Regions from separate parts of the Mus musculus genome. Here regions 1, 2, 3, 4, 5 and 7 are each linked to region 6. The links are chromatin contacts, called in public Hi-C, HiChIP or PLAC-seq and promoter capture Hi-C maps. All regions are on one chromosome and are shown on one strand. Each heading gives the region's core, a stretch centred on a gene start, on an enhancer-like site or on the middle of the called end of the contact. The rest is flanking DNA. Distances are from core to core; before and after follow the strand shown. Region 1 holds the start of Chst14 (carbohydrate sulfotransferase 14). Region 2 has its middle 100 kb from the start of Gm32137. Region 3 has its middle 67 kb from the start of Gm32210. Region 4 holds the start of Rasgrp1 (RAS guanyl releasing protein 1). Region 5 holds the start of Rad51 (RAD51 recombinase). Region 6 holds the start of Fsip1 (fibrous sheath-interacting protein 1). Region 7 has its middle 16 kb from the start of Gm32137.

Evidence for each region. Promoter capture Hi-C pulls out the DNA fragments that hold promoters and counts their contacts. A called contact is a pair of places that touch in the nucleus more often than the background predicts. HiChIP or PLAC-seq counts read pairs in DNA pulled down with a chosen protein or histone mark.
Region 1: a promoter capture Hi-C map of embryonic stem cells shows a contact between it and region 6, with 4 times the contacts expected there. The contact joins the promoter of Chst14 here to the promoter of Fsip1 in region 6. A contact is called at or near these places in 2 of 39 promoter capture datasets (embryonic stem cells and pre-B cells).
Region 2: a contact with region 6 is called in a Hi-C map of uterus, with 7 times the contacts expected there. The contact joins the enhancer-like site here to the promoter of Fsip1 in region 6. A contact is called at or near these places in 14 of 39 promoter capture datasets (the 3T3-L1 cell line, 3T3-L1-derived adipocytes, cranial neural crest and 8 more), 5 of 15 datasets of contacts at CTCF or cohesin (the NIH/3T3 cell line, large pre-B cells, pro-B cells and 1 more), 149 of 484 Hi-C or Micro-C datasets (the 3T3-L1 cell line, the 63-12 cell line, the AML12 cell line and 84 more), 17 of 115 datasets of contacts at active chromatin or transcription factors (the NIH/3T3 cell line, astrocytes, bone marrow-derived dendritic cells and 12 more) and 3 of 9 other capture datasets (adipose tissue, embryonic stem cells and liver).
Region 3: a contact with region 6 is called in a FOXA1 HiChIP or PLAC-seq map of pancreatic cancer cells. The contact joins the enhancer-like site here to the promoter of Fsip1 in region 6. A contact is called at or near these places in 1 of 39 promoter capture datasets (embryonic stem cells), 3 of 484 Hi-C or Micro-C datasets (cerebral cortex, myocytes and nephron progenitors), 2 of 115 datasets of contacts at active chromatin or transcription factors (large pre-B cells and pancreatic cancer cells) and 2 of 9 other capture datasets (adipose tissue and liver).
Region 4: a promoter capture Hi-C map of embryonic stem cells shows a contact between it and region 6, with 3 times the contacts expected there. The contact joins the promoter of Rasgrp1 here to the promoter of Fsip1 in region 6. A contact is called at or near these places in 3 of 39 promoter capture datasets (cranial neural crest and embryonic stem cells), 1 of 484 Hi-C or Micro-C datasets (pre-hematopoietic stem cells), 4 of 115 datasets of contacts at active chromatin or transcription factors (embryonic stem cells, large pre-B cells, microglia and 1 more) and 1 of 9 other capture datasets (embryonic stem cells).
Region 5: an H3K27ac HiChIP or PLAC-seq map of large pre-B cells shows a contact between it and region 6, with 2.7 times the contacts expected there. The contact joins the promoter of Rad51 here to the promoter of Fsip1 in region 6. A contact is called at or near these places in 2 of 115 datasets of contacts at active chromatin or transcription factors (large pre-B cells and pro-B cells).
Region 7: a contact with region 6 is called in a Hi-C map of granulosa cells, with 4 times the contacts expected there. The contact joins the enhancer-like site here to the promoter of Fsip1 in region 6. A contact is called at or near these places in 7 of 39 promoter capture datasets (the 3T3-L1 cell line, embryonic stem cells, frontonasal cranial neural crest and 3 more), 3 of 15 datasets of contacts at CTCF or cohesin (the NIH/3T3 cell line, large pre-B cells and pro-B cells), 74 of 484 Hi-C or Micro-C datasets (the 3T3-L1 cell line, 3T3-L1-derived adipocytes, the AML12 cell line and 42 more), 7 of 115 datasets of contacts at active chromatin or transcription factors (astrocytes, bone marrow-derived dendritic cells, embryonic forebrain and 4 more) and 2 of 9 other capture datasets (adipose tissue and embryonic stem cells).

Annotation. Positions count from the first base shown.
Region 1 is chr2:118,925,206-118,927,905 of GRCm38.p6, forward strand. It overlaps Chst14 (carbohydrate sulfotransferase 14), which reads left to right and starts at 1,292. Exons shown (of 1, transcript NM_028117.3): 1 at 1,292-2,700. The coding sequence starts at 1,447. The coding sequence ends at 2,577.
Region 2 is chr2:117,541,119-117,543,818 of GRCm38.p6, forward strand. No RefSeq gene overlaps it. Among named protein-coding and RNA genes, the nearest start is that of Gm32137, 100 kb to the left of the region's middle. Within about 2 kb of position 1,378, at least 38 of the 459 cell types and tissues checked have an H3K27ac peak or open chromatin away from gene starts, as enhancers often do. A contact at or near this core is called in the C2C12 cell line, the HL-1 cell line, the NIH/3T3 cell line and 5 more, where this site is marked.
Region 3 is chr2:117,636,194-117,638,893 of GRCm38.p6, forward strand. No RefSeq gene overlaps it. Among named protein-coding and RNA genes, the nearest start is that of Gm32210, 67 kb to the right of the region's middle. Within about 2 kb of position 1,363, at least 7 of the 459 cell types and tissues checked have an H3K27ac peak or open chromatin away from gene starts, as enhancers often do. A contact at or near this core is called in pancreatic cancer cells, where this site is marked.
Region 4 is chr2:117,341,451-117,344,150 of GRCm38.p6, forward strand. Rasgrp1 (RAS guanyl releasing protein 1) reads right to left here and starts at 1,427. Exons shown (of 17, transcript NM_011246.3): 1 at 1,225-1,427. The coding sequence starts at 1,259.
Region 5 is chr2:119,111,526-119,114,225 of GRCm38.p6, forward strand. Rad51 (RAD51 recombinase) reads left to right here and starts at 1,289. Exons shown (of 10, transcript NM_011234.5): 1 at 1,289-1,509.
Region 6 is chr2:118,255,576-118,258,275 of GRCm38.p6, forward strand. Fsip1 (fibrous sheath-interacting protein 1) reads right to left here and starts at 1,381. Exons shown (of 12, transcript NM_001374672.1): 1 at 1,225-1,381.
Region 7 is chr2:117,455,055-117,457,754 of GRCm38.p6, forward strand. No RefSeq gene overlaps it. Among named protein-coding and RNA genes, the nearest start is that of Gm32137, 16 kb to the left of the region's middle. Within about 2 kb of position 1,292, at least 14 of the 459 cell types and tissues checked have an H3K27ac peak or open chromatin away from gene starts, as enhancers often do. A contact at or near this core is called in embryonic fibroblasts, granulosa cells and tail fibroblasts, where this site is marked.

The DNA.
Region 1 (2,700 bases), core at 42-2,541, 670 kb after region 6:
CACTGCCTAGAAAGGGACAGCAGTGTAGTGAAGGGTCAGAAGTGGCCTGAGATGCACCCAGCATCCAACTTTAAAGCCACTGAACCTCCCAGTTCAGACATTTACCCCATGTTTTCTGTGTGGCTCTCTGAACAACAACAACACACACACACACACACACACACACACACACGTCACTTTATCCCTCAGACCCCCTCATCTGCCTAATCAGCTTCATAGTCTCACCATTCCCACCCAGTCCTTTCATCATCCTCTGGGCATAACCTGTACCAAAGTCAATTCTTCGTCCTCCCATCTAATGTGCTGTCATGACTAGGAATTGGGTCTGAAAGTCAGCCTTGGCTAGCCAGTGAAACCCATACCTAAACAACAACAACAACAAAACCTTCAGTCACAGCTACCCCAGAGTCCATACAATGTGAACAGCCACAGAATCTACTGTCAAGTGGCTGATGACTATAGGAAATAGTTAAAAACAAACAACAACAACAACAACAAAAAAACGTGATTTGTTCCCCAGTTCTGTTGTCTTAAGCCTTGTTGGGGCCCCACACGAAGTCAAGCTGTAGTGCTTAGGGACTAGTTGTATGCTGCTGTTCAAAGTACTCTGACCAATCTGTTGCCACTGGGTACATCTTGGCTCCAAGCAAAGAGGCCTTTCTGTGGTTGCTGCGTTGTACTTGTAGGTTGTCCTGAAGTATATATTGGCCATACGTGGTCCCGAGGTACTTGTCCATAGCCTCCGACCAGAGTGTCCCAGTTAGCCTACTGCTTCAGACTTGGCAGGGGAGATTCCTTTTACAGACAGATCAGCATTGCTCAGTAGATAAGCACTAGTCCCTAGGAATTACTAAAGCAAAATGTCACCATGGAGACATTAGCCAGAGCTTGACAGAGTGGCCCTGCCCTGGGCTGGGACTGGTACAAGCGGCTAAGGACCATGCTTCCGGTCAGGACAGATCTCCTTTATGTCTAGACCGACTGAGTGGTGGGTTGTCCTGCATTCAGGTCACAGCTGGAGGGACAGCGGTTCCAGAGCAGTTTAAAGCAGGATGGAGGGTGCAAATCTTAAATGGAGCACCAAGAGGACACGTGTTAAAGAGACACGGGATCTCAGTAGCTCCTGCTTTCCAGGTCTCATTTTGTCTGGAGTGGCCCAGGCTCATGAGTTCTCTCCCGGGCTAGGGTCCGCCTGCGGCCTCCCGCAACTAGCTCCTAGGACTCGGGCACCCGCCCCTCTCCCCGCCCCACAACGTGGGCCCGCCCTCGCGCCTGTATCAGGGAGGGGCGGGGAGAGAAGAGCGGCCGGGCGGGACATCCGGCCCTGGTCCCTGCCTGCACCCCGGGAGCTGGCCACCCACTATCCCTCCCCTCCCGAGACCTCCAGCCCCTGCTGCAGTCACCTCCCCTGCAGCCTCGAGGTCGGCGAGGTCTGGCCGCAGCACCATGTTTCCCCGCCCTCTGACCCCACTGGCTGCCCCGAAAAGCGCGGAGACCCTGGGCCGCACGCCAAGGCGGGCCCCATTGGGCCGGGCCCGGGCTGGGCTCGGGGGGCCGCCCCTGCTGCTGCCGTCCATGCTGATGTTCGCTGTAATCGTGGCCTCCAGCGGACTGCTGCTCATGATCGAGCGAGGCATCCTATCGGAGATGAAACCCCTTCCCCTGCACCCTCCCAGCCACAAAGGCGCGGCCTGGAGCGGGACAGATCCTAAGCCTAGAGGCCTATCCTTGGATGCTGGGGACTCGGACTTGCAAGTGAGGGAGGACATCCGAAACCGGACCTTGAGGGCCGTGTGCGGACAACCAGGCATGCCCCGGGACCCCTGGGACTTGCCGGTGGGACAGCGGCGCACCCTGCTGCGCCACATTCTCGTAAGTGACCGCTACCGCTTCCTCTACTGCTATGTCCCCAAAGTGGCCTGCTCTAACTGGAAACGTGTGCTGAAGGTGCTGGCTGGCATCCTGAACAACGTGGATGTCCGCCTCAAGATGGACCACCGCAGTGACTTGGTGTTTCTGGCAGACCTGCGGCCTGAGGAGATTCGCTACCGTCTGCAGCACTACTTCAAGTTCCTGTTTGTGCGAGACCCCTTGGAACGCCTCCTGTCTGCTTACCGTAACAAGTTTGGAGAGATCCGAGAGTACCAGCAGCGATATGGGGCCGAAATTGTCAGGCGCTACAGGGCTGGAGCTGGCCCCAGCCCTGCAGGGGACGATGTCACCTTCCCAGAGTTCCTGAGATACCTGGTGGATGAGGATCCTGAACATATGAATGAGCATTGGATGCCTGTGTACCACCTGTGCCAACCATGTGCTGTGCACTACGACTTCGTGGGTTCCTATGAGAGGCTGGAGGCTGATGCCAACCAGGTGCTGGAGTGGGTGCGGGCCCCACCCCATGTCCGGTTCCCAGCTCGCCAGGCCTGGTACCGGCCAGCCAGCCCAGAAAGTCTGCATTACCACTTGTGCAATGTTCCACGGGCCCTGCTTCAAGATGTGCTACCTAAGTATATCCTGGACTTCTCCCTCTTTGCTTACCCACTGCCCAATGTCACCAAGGAAGCCTGTCACCAATGACAGTAGGCCAGCACCTTTTGGAGTTTGGGTTTAATGATATCAGCTTTGGGATGTCTTTCAGAGAAACTCCTGGCTCTGGGTGGCTTCCTGGTTTCTCTAGGTGTCTCCATATCTCAGTGGTAA
Region 2 (2,700 bases), core at 128-2,627, 710 kb before region 6:
GCTCCATTGTATTTGCCTTTAGCAAGATTCCTTGATGGGGTGTCATGTTCTCCCAGTATGGAAAGAGACAGAGGTGTTGGAAGTATTTAGGAATGATATATAGAAATGGAGAGTACCTTTTTGAAAATGGGCCAAAGTCAATTTAAAGAAAAAGAAAAACAAAACTGAAGACATTTGTAGAGAAACTAGGCACACTTGTGAACCAGTCTGCAAACATGCAGAGGGCTTTCCCCCAGAGTACTGGAAGTAGTTAGTTTCCATTCCTGATCAAAACACATCAGTAGAAAATTAGCCTAAACAGAAGTATCACTGAGATCACACAGAAGGAAAATATTTCAGAGAGGAGGTGATTCAACACTCAGATGATTTACCAGCGGGAATGTAGACTTTAGCTCTGAATCCAGAAGACTATTAAAGCTCAGACTCCTGAGTGCCAAGGCCAGGTGAGTGACTCCTTCTGGAATGAAAGCCATGCATGAATTTGACAATCTCATCTCTCACACCTCCCTGTGCTGGCTAGGTGTCCTCCTTACATGCCACCAGAAGCCGATCCTACGATTTCCCAGCAGGTGGCGACAATACATAGAAAATTCTGATCACGACAAAGGAGAAAGAAAAGTTTGAAAAGGGCTGCGATTTCTTGAGGATATTAGAGACCCATGCTAGGTCTGTAAAAATCTATTAAGTTCTCCAGAAAACCTGAAAGTCTCTATCAATTTGCCTCACATATTCATCTCCTCTGTTCATTGGAGCTCATTGGAATAAAACAAGACAGTGTGTTTGGCTGTTTGTAAATACAACCTTCCCAACAGGGTATTTGCATTTGCAGAACATAGCCATTTGAAGAACATCTTCTGTGTCTGTGTTCAGAGAAAAGAATGGGAATGCAATTCTTTCAGAGTTACTTTGAAGACCTTATTGGATCTCTCTCTCTCTCTCTCTCTCTCTCTCTCTCTCTTCCCCCCCCCCCCCCGTGTGTGTGTGTGTGTGTGTGTGTGTGCCAATGAGAGATGCTGTCAAAAAAAAAGGGGGATAGGAATTGTTAAGGATGTCCTAAGGATGTTGTTTCTTAAAGACTGTCTCCTAAGTTCAGTAAGTATTGCACACACATTCATGTGCACCCACCAACACGTGTGCACCCCCACCTAAACAAGCACATATATTCTCACACACATAAAAATAACACCTTATTAGTAAAAACAGAGGCAGAATAATGTAAAAGAACAGTGACTCCTCTAAAGATGCACACATATTTAGAGGTCGGCGAGCCTGTGTGTTCTCTAGCTTCCTTCTGAGGAAGACTGCTGCTGCAGGATGCTAGGACCATCAAGTGTCCCTGTGAGTCATTCAAGGGAGCTGGCTCTGCTGACATGCAACAGGCCAACAGGCCAGAGCCTTGTGACTCAGCCCGGAGGCAGCCTCTGGATGAGGATGCATGAGGGTAGCCCATGCCTATCAAGTAATAACCAGGAAGGATGCTGTATATTATGTACCAACAACAGATTCCCTCTCAGGGATACTTCCCATTGAGATCCCCGCAGTGGCCCACTGGACAGTTGCTGCAGCACCATTAAGAGATAAGCTCTGCTTTTTAACCCATTCATGAGTTTTGTTTGTTTTGCTTTTGTTTTCTGGGCCCCGGAGTACTCTGGGCCGCTGAGGTTTACTTCTTTTTCTTGCTTCCCTAGTTAACATTTAGATCCTTGTATTCCTTGGATGGTGCAGGATCATGCCTCCTAAGTGATTTATCAGTGCATATAATATGCATCTTCTCCCCTGCTCTCAGGTGGCTGCATCCGTGGGACTTGCATCTGTGATGTATGGACAGGATGTGACCAACACAGGCTCTTCAGTGGAAAGAAAACTGCTCACTTTCCACAGAGAGGTGGAGAGACTTTCCATTAGCCTTTCTGTCTATCTAGAGTTTTTTTCTCCATTTCCCATGTGCTTCATGACCTCTAGGTTGTTTTGCTTGTTTAGTTGGTTGCGTTTACAAGTCAGTCCTAAGGTCCATTCTATCATGACATCCTTTGGATTAGGATCATAACAACGTGAAATTTTATTATGTGCCTGCAGTAAAGATTTCCCACTAGGTCCCACCAATGAAAACCTGTAGTACAGTTCCCAGTATGAGAAGTGGTTGTCTTTCTGTAAAAAAGATAAAGGATTTAAAACTCTGTGGTTGAATCAAGATAGAGGTGGGACGATGGAAGGCAGCCAGGGGTGGATATCCTCACTGGAGTGCTGGCTCTGAAAGCGCATGCTTTCTTTGGGATTATTTCAGTTGTCAAGCGCAGCAGGCTTGACATCAATACACAGCGGGCCATGGATTATGGCTGTCTCTAATGACCATGTCACAGTGTGTTTGTTGTTCTGGATGTTAATATATAGAGCAAATGACAGCTCTTTAATTGAAGGTTGGAAGTGCCCCTTGCTAAGGCGCCTGGGTGACACATCCTTAACCACTGAAGTGAAACCCAAGACACTTGCTGGCTACGAAATGATACCCTGGAAGTCCTCTTCCTATTTGTGTATGTGCTTGGGAGGGAACATGAGCCCAGCAGCGGGCCTGCACCTCACTGGCAGCTCTTGATTTTTACCAGAGGGTGGCATCATTGGGGAACTAGCAAGGGTATATCAGTTCCATAGGAAATCCCAGCTAACCAGAGCTTTAGTGGAACATGGAACATGGCAACACAG
Region 3 (2,700 bases), core at 113-2,612, 620 kb before region 6:
CAGAGAACGAGGAGGAGGGAAGGGGAGGAGGAAAGGAGGGAGGAGAGAGGGAGAAAGAGAAAATTTTATGGAAGGCTCCCAATTCTAAACTTGCTAATTGATAACAAACCTTGACAAATGAGCTCATCTCCCTGGCTCGGCTGCATTCGTTCGGAGGTGAAGTGCCATCTTTCTCTGCACAGCTATTGAGAAGGTCAGCAGAATGGTCTCTATGGATGAGAGCTGATTTTACCATTTGCCCATGCTGTGAAAATTTTAGACCAGCCTTTGGCACACTCTGAATAAGCTAATGAGTTCCTAAAGTTGTGAAAACTGCAACAGATTGAAATTAAAAAAAAACAACAACAACAATTTATTCAACAAAGATAAATGGGTTTCTTCCCATTGCCAGGCAGTTTAATTCAAAATTGTCTAAGATTTGGAAATTTAAAAATATGAAAGAAGTTTGTGTGTGTCTCAGATGTGTGTAAAATGTACTCAGAACTGTAAGGAATATGTTAAGAGTGCTTGATGCTCTTTTCTTTGTAAATTAAATGGTTGCTATCAAACCACCTCACTCTTATCAGCATGACTTTCAGAGGAGCATATACTATTAGTAGCTTCTTATACATTATTTTAAAATATGCGTGCAGGGACTGGAGATAAGGCTCAGTAGTTAAGACCGAAGTCTTACAGAGAATCCACGTTTGTTTCCCAGCTCCATGTCAGGTGCCTTGAAACTGCCTGTGACTCCAGCTCCAGGGGATCTGATGCCCTCTTCTGGTCCCAGACCAGTCTCATACACATGTGCATGTGTGCACGCACACATGTGGAGAGAGAGGGAGAGAGAGAGAGAGAGAGAGAGAGAGAGAGAGAGAGAGAGAGAGAGAGAGAGAGAGAGATAGGTCTATGCACACAGATGAAAGTCATTCTTTCAAATGTTCATTTGCAAATGGTTACTATTTGAGTAAGATATGATCTAAGTGCTGATTTCTAGATATTTATAGTATTTCTCGAATGCATTACGGGAAAGAAGAATAAGAGTATGTGTGTGTGTGCATATGTGTGCACGTTCATGTAAATTGTTTTTCCCTTTGACTCACATGTAACACCTGTGTAGTGAAATCCACATGTATTTGGAGAGTTCTGATAAATACACACATCTGAGTAACCCTTAAAATGAATCAAGATGTGAAATACTTCTATACCAGCAAGATTCTTCATGCCCCTTTCTAGTAAAACCATGTTTTAACTCCATAATCCTGGCCAGCACTCTGTTTTCTAACAGCACATTTTATTTGCTGCAGGGTTTACATACACAGACTTATGCAGCATCACCTGTGACTGGCTCCATCTGGCCACAACATGCTTCTGAAATGTGTCCTTTGTATTACACACATCATGAGTCAATATTTATTGTTCCATTGTATAAATATTCCCAAGTCTGTGCACTCGGTGCATTTCCTTCTCAATAGACACCTGGATGATTTCCAGTTTTAGCACAATGCATAACAGGAATACAAGAATTTGTAAAAACTATTTTAGTGGACATCGGCAGTCACTGCTTTTCAGGGTGCAGCTGATGTTTCATAGAATCTCTGTGTTTACACACATGTCCAGCTTTCCAGTGCAGGGGGTGACACTTTACACACGGATGCCGGATGAGGCATGCAGTGATTCAGCATTGTTATCAGAGATTGGACCTCTAGTATATGAAGTGACATTTTAGTTTTAAGTTGATTTTCCTAATAATCATTTTAGTAACTTCTTCTTGTGGTTCAGGGACCTCTGGTATCTTTCTTTGTGAACTGTCCCACCAAAGGTTTGGAAAATATATTTATATAATATTGGATATTAATATATATTGGAGAATACACATATGTATAAAGTGGTATAGTAACTCTTTATACTACCTAGTAGAGATCATTTCAGAGGCATGCCTTATACATATGTTCTCCCGGATCCTGGCTTACAACTAGTTTTCTTAATAATAAATAGAGCTTTGTTAACAGATATTTTAAATTTTGAGGGATTTCATCTTTTTTCCCATTTATAAACAGATTTTCTATCCAAGCTATGGATACTTTGCCTACTTCAAGAATGGCAGAGATTGACTCTTGTGTTTTTCTAGAAGTCTGGTGTTTATATCTATGCTTATGATCTATCTATCTATTCATATGATCTATCTTGACTGTTCTATGAAATAAAAGTGGAAGTTCATGATAGAAACATAGACATCAAGGTGTCAAAATCACTCTCAAATAGACTTCCCTTTTGATACTGATTGATTTGAAGAATCATTTTGGTGCTTTTTATTTAATACATAGTCACTATATGTGTGTAGTTCTATTTCTAGATTTTTGCCTCACTTTCTTAAATTCATTCATAAATTCATCTTCTCTCTCTCTCTCTGTCTCTTTCTCGCTTTCAATATATACATATACGTGTGTGTGTGTGTGTGTGTGTGTGTACCTTGCATTCATGAAATGAGTAACTTTATAATAAGGTATTTTGTGATTAGGTGTTGTAAACCACCTCTCATCTTTGTTCTTTTGTTTCTCTTGAAGATATTAACATATTTTATTACCCAAATTCTCTAATCTATGATATAGTGCAGTCTTCAGATTGTATAGATCCAAGGATTCTATGGGACAAAGACACATTATAGTGTCAGGCTGCTTCACTCCCAAAGGCTCTCAAGCATTTGACTCCAGGGTTTTA
Region 4 (2,700 bases), core at 177-2,676, 910 kb before region 6:
CAAAATAACAACAATAACAGCAAAAACAAAAGCTTGAAAGAAACCCAGTAACTTCAAGATGTTTTCTCAGCCCTGCAGTAGTTAGCGTCTGCCTTCCCCACCCCACAGAGCCTGGGGAGAGGTTTCGAAGTATGAACCGATTTGGGGGACTTAGTCTCCAGGCACAGTTATCCACAGGGCAAAGGAGGAAACAGAGGAGGGCCGGGACATCTCATAGTTGTTTATAAGAAAAGGCAGCTTTCACAGGGCCATTTCTGCTGAGTGTAGCTTCCAGTCCTGCCCCACACCGCCAATAATGCAGAGTTAATTCAATGGACTAACCCATTATAGTGTAGCGCAAGGTAAGGTTGAGAACACTCAGGGGATGATATGGCCCAACAGGGAATTTTAATGGGCATAGTTACAGATCAGGCATGGTGCCGTCATATCGGAGTCCACGTGAATGGCGTTGTGAAGGACACAACGTTCTCGGCCCTAACAAAGGCTAAGTGGTGTCCAGGCAGTTACGGGGTCCTGGTGTTTTGAGGACAAACACTAAATTTCTTGACATCCCTCCAACCCCCACCCCAGGCTCCTTATTGCTGCCCAAGAGATAGACTGTTCATAGCCATTCTTCCTTCACCTTCCGTCTCCCAAACATCTCTGTAGAGTATAAGGGGAGGGGTGTAGACTCATAGACCATTGATTTGGAAACTTCTTTTTCCTCAAAGGGCAGCCAAGCACTGCCACCTCCGCTTGCAGCCATTGCCGCCAGTCGCTCCTGAAAGGCCAGGAGAGTCCGCAAGGTGGCGCTGTCCTAGACCCGCGCCCGCAGCGGGTGCCAAGGGCACGGAAAGTGTGCGAGTGGGAGTTCCCGGGGGGTGCCCAGACCGAGAGCATCCAGGGAGGTCGACTGTTGTGGGCGCTGGGTAGGTGAAAGGTTTGGCTGGGCTCAGACCACTCCAGATCTGCCCAGGTGACCTGTGGCCTCGCCACCCCAGCAACCCCAACTCTTTCTTCCCGACCTGGTGTGCTGGACTCTGAGGTTGTCTGTATCACGCCTATCTTGACCTGGCTCCCAGGTCCCCGATCATGGTCTACCCCTGTAGGCAACTCTCCTCCGAGGGAGGCGCCCTGGTCGTCTAGTCCCTCCTGGTACCCACTGGAGAGGACCACAGGGCACACCGCTCAGCTATCCTTCCCCAGTAGAGGTGCAGCGCTCTCCGAGGAGACGCAGCTACTCACCGCGGAGCCTCTCTCGCCTTGCCCAGGGTTCCCATGGTCGCGGCTCTCTGCGCCCCTGGAGCCGTCTCACCTAGAGCGGTGGGATCGGCTCGGCCGGGCGCCGCGCATCCCTCGGCCGCCGCTGGCCCTCGCAGCCCGGAGCCGACCACTCTTGGAGCCCGGCGAGCCGACCCAGGCTCACCCGCAGGCACAAAGTTTGTGCGAGCGCGCTCCCTACGCTCGCTCCCGCGCGCGCACACACTCTCTCGCACCAACCACCTGACAGGCGTTGATGTTATCATCAGGCTGGAGGAAACGTGGGGCGCCCTCAGTTCTTCTTCGAATCCTGCCCCCATTACTTGGTAGCGCCCCGAGGAGTTGCGCCGCCCTAGCGTCTCCCTTCATCCCCGCCTGCCATTCATCTCTCCCAGCCCAAGAGTTAGGTCCGAGGGGTGCAGAGTGAGTTGCCCCGAAATTGACAAAGCTAGAGCCTTGCGAAGAGTTGCCTCCACCCAAGGCTACGAGTCCCCTAGGGGGGTGGGGGTGGGGGCTCTGCTGAGACCCTTTCCCGGATGGCAGGACTGTCTTGTATGTATCAGTGAGGGTACACAGTCGGGTCTGGGCAAGGAAGGCAGAACCCCCCTAAACTACTACGCACTTAGTTCTCTTTGGCATATTTAAAAAAAGAGAAGACTTAGCTGTGTGCACTGCACTACGGAGGAGGCGGTGGGTGTGGAGGTGAGCTGTCAGGTTAGAGGCTGCTGCTTGGGAGTTTGTGGGTGTGGTAGACCAAGAGAGCCAAGTGGGAGTGGAAGGCTAGGGGAGGGGCTTTCTTGCAATGTCAGCGTGCCAGCAGACCTGGCCAAGAGGGGAGACCTACCTGCTACTTGTCTGGAACATGGCCACGGTAATACCAACAGCTAATGCTGATCCAGTGCTGTTTCCTACATGTTACCTCGTTAAGCCACCCCTCCAAACGCAAAGAGGGCACTGCGTAAGATTTAGAGAACACCAGGCTCTCACAGCCAGTAAACCGAAAAGAGAGGTGGCCCAGACTGAGCTCTGCCTGGCGTCTCTAAGTCCCTGCTGGACTGGCCTAATAACACCCTCGTTATTGCTATCACATCCCGTGATCTTCCCAGCCACAACGTTCTGGACTTTAAGACCTCCTTCTGCTATAACGCGTGCATTTCCTCATGTTTATGTGCAATGTTGTCCTAGAAAAGAATTCAGGATCACTTACAAGAATACACAACCTACAAAAATAAGTATGAGAAACAACAGCAACAAAACAAGGCCGATAAAATGGGGCCAGAAGTGGAGAGCAGTCTAAAATTACATACCAATGTATGCTTACACATTTGGAAAACAGAATCTACTACACACTTGCTTCAAAGGGGTCAGCCAAGCCCAAGAGGAAGGTCTACATAGTTCAGTTCCTTACATATGAAAGACACCCCCACCCCCACCCCCCAAAAAAGGAAGAAAACAAAAAGA
Region 5 (2,700 bases), core at 39-2,538, 860 kb after region 6:
AATCTGATGCCCTCTTCTGGAGTGTCTGAAGACAGCTACAGGGTACTTACATATAATAAATAAATCTTAAAAAAAAAATTACCTAGGGCTGAAGAGATGGCTCAGCAGTTAGGAGCACTGAGTCCAGTTCCCAGTAACCACATGGTGGCTCACAACCATCTGTAAATGGAATCACAACCATCTGTAAATGGAATCTGATGCCCTCTGGATGTCTGAAGACAGCTACAGTGTACTCATTAAATATAAGTAATTTTCAGCTAAGCATGCAGCTACGTTGTTGAAGTGCTTGTGTGGCATGCATACAATCCAGGATTCAATCCCCAACACAGAACATAGTAATGTTCCAGCAGTACAGGAAACAAAGGTGGGAGAAGGATTGTCATTCTTGGCATAGAGTTAAGGAGCCGGGCGGTGGTGGCACACGCCAGCACTTGGGAGGCAGAGGCAGGCGGATTTCTGAGTTCGAGGCCAGCCTGGTCTACAAAGTGAGTCCAGACAGCCAAGGCTACACAGAGAAACCCTGTCTCGAAACCAAAAAAAAAAAAAAAAAAAAAAAAAAAAGAGTTCAAGGAGTATGAGATCTTGTCTGAAAACACCTAGATGTATAACAAGAAACATACGAAGTTCCTGGCAAACTCCACAAACCTTTACTTTATTCAATTTTGCTCCTACTTTTCTGGAGTAACCACTACAAAGCGAGAGAAGAAAAAAAACACTAGAGAGTGAGTTATTTCGCTTTAGTTTTTGGTAGTTTTATGAATGTATATATTTAGATTATATCCACCGGTCCCAACCCCCGCCCAATTAAAAGGTTTTTTTTTTCCACCTCGCTGATTCCCACACTGGTTTTCTAATCGCTGGCTCCATTCGCAGGTTTTATCTTTATTCCAGCTTCTTCATCTCTGCCGCCCACAGAGACCAAGAGAACACCTGGTTCCAAAGCATACCATCCCAACTACCAAAGATCCACACTCTGCCAGAACTGGCCAAAGCCTTTCTGACCGAAGTCCACATCCGCTGTGCAAGAAGTTTTGCAGAGGTGCTTCCGCAGCAGTGCATTCTGGGTTATGTAGTCCTGGGCTGATCACATCGTCTTTGCAGACTTGTAGTCCTCAGTCGGGTAACCAGAAAGGCCGGATCAGAACAATCATAAAGGAAGGGAAGAGTGACCCTACGAAATCACTCGGCTTCAAAGCCGTCCGGCATGTCCGTCAGGTTCGCAGCAGAAGCGGAAGTAGGTATGAGGCGGGTCGGAGAAAGGCGTGATGACGTTGCAGCGATAGGAGCGTGAGGATTTGGCGGGATTTCCGAAAGTCGCGCGCCGTGCGCAGATCCGCGCCTGGGCAAAGCCGAGGCGCTCCCACAGGTGTGGCCAGGAAGACTGAAATTTTTCGTAGAAAACCTGACAGAGGAGCAACGAAGCGCGTTCGAGCCGGGTGAAGTGGGGGGAGTGTGGTGTGTGCAGAGCCGGCTGCCCGGAGGAGCGAGCGGCCCGTGGCCGCGGGACAGGTGAGTGTGCGGCGCCGGCGCACCCCTTCCATGGCCGCTCGGCTTCTTGAGCCGGCTCAGGCCAGTGCTCCCGTAGCCAGCTTTGTGGGTCCCCTCTACGCTGAGAAACCGGAGAAAGGCGGAGCAGGGCGACCAACCGACCGACGCTAACTGACCCACTGAATTCGTTGTGGAGAAAACCGACCTGTACTTCAAGCATTTGTTTTGAGACCCGAGGTCACGACCTAGGCTGGGCAGGGCTCGAACTGCTACCCTTAGTCTCCCAATGCTGGGATTTACAAACTTTCAGGTTCACTTCTGTGGTCCGGACGCAGGAAGCTGAGATCAGAGAAAAGTGCTCACAGCTGTTACGTAGTAGGGCCAGGGCTAACAGATTCTTGGTTACTTTAAAATGAGGGTAGTGGCTGGTCTCTCTGGAGACTGAAGTAGAAGGCCCCAGAGTTCAAAGATTGCGTAAGCAAAAGAGTAGCAAAGACCGAGAAATAAAACAAATTTCTAAAGAGAATCTTGGCTAGATGACTCACCTATATAATCGTAGCACTTGGGAGAGGCAGGAGGATGACAGTTTCAAGACCATCCTGAGCCACAAATGGAAGAGCTGTCTCAGAAAAGGAAAAGTGAAGAACAGGGGCTGGAAGGTGGCTCTGCTGTTAAGAGCACTTGCTGCTCTTCCCAAGGAACTGAGTTCAGCTCCTGTACCCACATGGTGGCTTACAACCAACCATAACTCCAGTTCCAGGGGATCCAGTGCCGCCTTCTGACCTCAGATACCAGGCATGCTTGTGGTACGCACACATGTATGCAGGCAAAATTCTCATGAACAAAAAAGAAATCTAAAAGGAACTTCCAAGAAATAAAAATAAAATGAAGTATAAAATACAAAGATGTATAAAATACAAGTGTATACGTGAGTGAATACAAAGTGAATATATTGGGGGCTAGAGAGAGGGCTCAGTGGTTAAGAGCACTGACTGCTCTTTTGAAGGTCCCAAGTTCAAATCCCAGCAACCACATGGTGGCTCACAGCCATCAGTACAACTGCAGTGTACTCATATACATAAAATAAAATCTTTCAAAAACAAGACAACAAAAAAAGAATGTATCTATGTAATCACTAATAGACTGCTGTTACCATGCTATAAACCTCTTGTTATCCTTCCTGGTTTTAGTATTTCCCCCTCACCCTGATGG
Region 6 (2,700 bases), core at 131-2,630:
CAGAGGAAGCGCCTCCTGAAGTATCAATAGACTCTCAGCTTCCCACTTAGCTCTGCTTTCTACTTTCAGATCAAGATGTGGGCTCTCAGCTGTTTCTGCTTCCGTGCCTTTGCTCCGCCATGATGGACTCTAAGCCTCTGAAGCTGTAAGTCAATTGAAGGCGTTCTTTTATAAGACTCTGGACTAGGAAAGCAGTTGGATGCTGATGAAGAGCTTAAAGAGCATCCTGGTGGGAGGTTAGAAGGCAATAATGCTGAGAGCAAGGCAGACTGCAGAGGCCTACGGACCTCAGGCCATTTCAGGGGAAAACAATACTAGCACCTGGGCGACAGAAGGACAGAACATTCCTGTATTTGGCAAAGAAAGTGGCTGCTTTCTGCCCTTGCCTTAAACATTTGCCTGAGGCAAAACTGAAAAACCATGGATTAGTTTCCTTGGCAGAGAAGATTTCAAGACATGGCTCTCTGACTCTGTTGCATGGTTATTAGTAATCATATCCCGGTCTTATGGAGGTCTACAATAAAAAGGGAAACTGGGACAAAAAGAAATTTTTGTTTTATACATTTCCTCATTTAATGAAACACAGTGCACCAAAAGAATCAAAATTAAAATACCAGTTACTTTATGCTATTCAGTGAAGTAGAGATGTGACCAGATTCTAATGGTAACAAATAACTGCTCATACACGCCAACGTTTTATTACATTTTTTGATCAGCTCGTGTAGATAGTACACGTCCGGTGTGATGAGGCAAAACTGGTTGTGTCTCCAGATTGTTTGCTCCCTGTCTTATTGTCTGAAAGGCCTATTCATAGTCCCCAGGCTGGTGGATGCCCAAAGGTATCTACCTATACGTTTGGTTTACATTTCTTCCATTGGGAAAGCTAAGTCCCAGATCAATGTTTACAAACCCTCTCTCTAGTCTCATTTTTCCTGTGCCACTTTTAAGGACTATGCTACTGACTAGTGCTCCAGACCTCAGTGGGAAGAAGGCTCGTAAGGATGCACTAATGCAGAAAGAGTTTTCAGCAGAGATCACGCCTCTGCCCGGGCAGTAGCTTCTGAGACTCCCAGACATAGCCACGCCCCTGTGGCCACCCCATGCTGGCCTGGGCGAACAGGCCACACCCACAGCCCTCGGGGACAGAGTCCGCCCTCTCACCCTCCTCTGGCACATCAGGCCACACCTCCACCTCGCCCTCTGCCGTGGCCAGCGGCTACCAACCTCTGCCCGTGGTGCGTGCGGCCCCTCAACTTCTCGGTGGGGAAGAAAGCTGGACGCCTAGACACTGACTCTCTCCACTTCCCTTCGAAGGGGACCGGTTTTTCCCGCCACCGCCTCCTCTGTGAAGATGAAAGAGGCAGCAGGAGACCGCTGTCTCAAAGAACGCTGTTGCCCTGGCAACTAGAAGCGCGCAGATCACAGTCTCGCGATAGGTTTAAAGGTCCCGTACCTTCAAGAATTGGGTATTGAAGCCGGGCGTGGTGGCGCACGCCTTTAATCCCAGCACTTGGGAGGCAGAGGCAGGCGGATTTCTGAGTTCGAGGCCAGCCTGGTATACAGAGTGAGTTCCAGGACAGCTAAGGCTACACAGAGAAACCCTGTCTCGAAAAAAGCAAAAAAAAAAAAAAAAGAATTGGGTATTGGGGACCGGAAGTTACAAGAAGACTGCTGTCCTGGTTGGGATTGGAGGGGGTGTGACTGTGGCCCTCCTATAACCTTCTTTTCAGTGAATGTTCTGGGTGGGAATGGTTTGTTCATATTCAGGTTGGCCTCTGGAACGAGGATCTCCATGTTTACATAGCTCTCACCGGCTACTAGAATGTTCTACCGACCAGGTGTCCTCTCAGATCAGTTACTTCCCATATCACTATCCTCTCTTCCTTGCAAGACTGATGTGCAACTCAAACAGATCTCGTATGTGAAGGTCTTGTAAAATTTGGAGAGCTGTGTGAGTGTGTGTGTGTGTGTAATACATGTGTATATAATAGCAGTGTGCATAAAGTATAATGTATAATACAGTGTATATATACATATGCGTATATATACATATACGTCCTGTAAAGACTGGGCTGTAGTAGAATAAGAAGGATTATGATGGCAGTATATACCTCCACAGCTACCAATCATTTCTCTGTGTACAGTGCATTAGGGCTCATTGCCTGGATCACCAAACTGATGCTCTTTCTTCATTCTCAGTACCGCGCAACCTCTGCTGCGTTTCAGTCTGAATTGCCCTTGGTTGTTTACAAGGTATTTTCATACTCAGAGCCCCTTTATCCTCATGCTTTGGGGTAAATACAGTGTTTCTCTGGTCTTTTTTCATCAGAGCAAATAAGTATGACTTGAGTTGCCCAAAGATCACAGCTACAAGTTAAGATGGTGCTGAGGGCAAAACCCTGGCTGTGAATACCATCTGGGTGCTATTGATCCTTTGTTTCGGACTCCAGGTCAAATGACTCCCTTGAACCTCATAAGGCATGAGAACCCTCGCAAACTAAGCAGATCAAAATCAAGCCACTTTTCTATAGTCCCCTCTCCCCACTGCAGCCCTTCCTATACCGTCTTCCCCACACCATTCTCCCAGGCTCAGCTCAGCACCTTTGGTACCATCCTCAAGTCGGACATGCTACCAGACCTGCATTCAAGTGTATCTGAATCCAAGTGTTCCTCATATCTGCAAGGTTCCCACCCTCAATT
Region 7 (2,700 bases), core at 42-2,541, 800 kb before region 6:
AAGTACACATCATACTTTCATTTTTTAGGTTTAATATGTGGAAGTCTCTTCCGACTTGATGTGCACTTTAAAGACATTGGAAGTGTCCCTCCTGAGACCCTCCGCTTTCCCTGCTGTGCAGAGAACACTCTTGTTTCATACATGAACCTGACCAGAAGATGGTGGTGTACACCAACTTTTCTCTCAACACAGCAGGACAGGCCCTTTTCAGAGAACCTGGATCATGTACCTTTAGATCTACCAGGCTGTTGAAAACATCTGTTAATTTTATAAATCAAATTTGGTTTATCTGAATGTTACACACTGTTTAGAATTTACCCATTATTAACAAATGTCTTTAGTTGCATTTTAAAGATTAATTCCAATAACTGCTTAAAACAGGCCATTTTTAAACAGTAGAATTAATTGACTATCGCATTTTTTTTCAAATGAAATTCTTAAAGTAAAAATTAACATCTAACTATGGCTGAAAGATAATGAAGTGCTGACTTTGAATTCTGCCCTGAAGTCATGGGCTCTGAGCCTCACAGCGAGCCTGAGCTTTGCAGACTAAATATGTGCTATGCATTCCTGTTCCCAGAATTCCTGGGCTTTCTTCCTGCTCCAAAACCAACATACAGTGACTGTATACAAATGGGCTTTTAGAAATGCATATATTTTACATCATGTTTATATTCAATAATTTAAATGTCAGGAAAACATTTCTTTCTATAAAAATTAACATAAATAAAATATTTGGTGCCATGAATCATGGGGTTTGTCCACACCCTTTGTGACTGCTCAGGCAGTTGGCTCCCTTTCTGGGGCATCTTGAGAGGAAGCTAACAGACTGTCTGTCTCTCGTATGTATTTGTAAGGTCTTCTAGCATTTGTATTTAAAGTATGCCCTTTTGGAATATATTTTCTTTTCTCATTTGCATGTAAATAATGTGAGCATGACCTTGTAAATTTCCCACAGGCTGTTTTTAGAAATAGAGTGTTGCTATGCTGGGCAGGGAGTGAGGGGCTTTGCGCCAGTCTTAAGCACATCTAAGCCAATTAACTCGGTTGGCTTGAGTGTGGTTGTAAGACACCCAAGGTCAAAGTGACAAAAGCTTTCAAGTTTGAAGAGAACAAGAGCTTGTGGATTCCAGACACCAGAAGGAAAGTGTTCCAAGACAGACATTGGTTGTACCCACATGGATAGTCATGGTGACATAGAAAATTATGAGATGGGGCGTAGTGTCTTTCAGTTTGCTAGCGAAGCCCTCAGAGAGGTCGTTCTCAACAGCATGGCCATCTGTGTTTACAGAGCTAGCAGACTTCCTAAGGACAAAGTGTTCTGCATGACTACTTGCGTCTGTACAGGATTCCTGTGCCTCATATAGAGAACTCCCTCCCTCTCTCTCTTCCCCCAATTTTTCATCATTATAGATAATATTGAAAATGACACTGAGATGGCCGGATGCCTTTGCTCCCTGGTGTGATGAGGGAAAGCCTCCGCACGGCATGCACGAGTCCCCATGGAGGCCCCCACAGGCTGTAGTGCTTTCCGGAAGACTATAGAACCTTTTCATCAACTCTGCCTGATTTCTATTGGGCTTCCCTGAGATCCAGATGTGTACTTGAGATTTATAGTTGTTTACTGGGGAAAGAAAGTTTCATATAAAACAGGAAAAGAATTTTTCATATAAAGAATAAATATTTGTGCTGGAGATGGAGAAGCAAACGCCTTGGCTGGACCCAGTTTCTGCGGCTGCCTGAATGTCTGGTACATAATAATGACTCCTATTCATGACCTAACGGTCAGGCCGGGCTCTCTACAGCGTGCTGAAAGGCATCATTTTGATTTTCACAAAACCTTGCAAAATAGACACTGTAGTTATCCGCGTCAGTGAGGATGAAGAAACAGCTTCACCTCCATCTATTTTCCACCCAAACTGGATTGCATATTTGTAATTTTGTGAGTGAGTACTGGGCCTCGGGTGTGGTGTTCAAGCATTCATCTATGCTTTCCTTCAGAAGGCTGCAGTTACACTGGAGTTGGGCCTCCCAGGGCCAGTGTTGTTCTATAGCAGCTGTACCTGTGGGGACAGCTCTTCTTGAGCTGTGAACCTACCTTTCCTCTGCTGTCATTGGCTTAGACTAGGTCAGAAGCCCTAGACTAGTGGGTCTCAATTTTCCTAGTCCTGTGGCCCTTTAATCCACTCATGTCGTAGTGACTCCAACCATACAATTATTTTCTTTGGTACTTCATAACTGTTATAAATCTTAATGTAAATATTTTTGGAGACAGAGGTTTGCCAAAGGGGTCATGGCCCACAGGTTGAGGGCCAGTGCTCTAGACAATAGGAATATTGTCATGAAATGTCTGTGCCTTTAGTACATGGAGTACTCTGCAGGTTTTATCCAAAGTGTTTTCTTCAAATTTTTTCTATTTTAATGGGAGATATCAAATTCAGGGTTTTGTGCCTGGTCCCTAAGCACTCTCCCCTGAGCTTCATTCCTAGCTCTTGGGGTGTCCCTTCCATCTGTTGTAACACATACATTACTCCTAATAAAAATTCTTATGTATTAATTACTAAGTAAATATATTTTATCCTTATCATTTCTGCACATAAACTAAGAACATAGCTAAGAAAGAATTGGCTGAAAATGATTGGTTTAGTGATATGATTTTAATTATTTATTTATGTTTATATTTTTCTGTTTTTATTAATT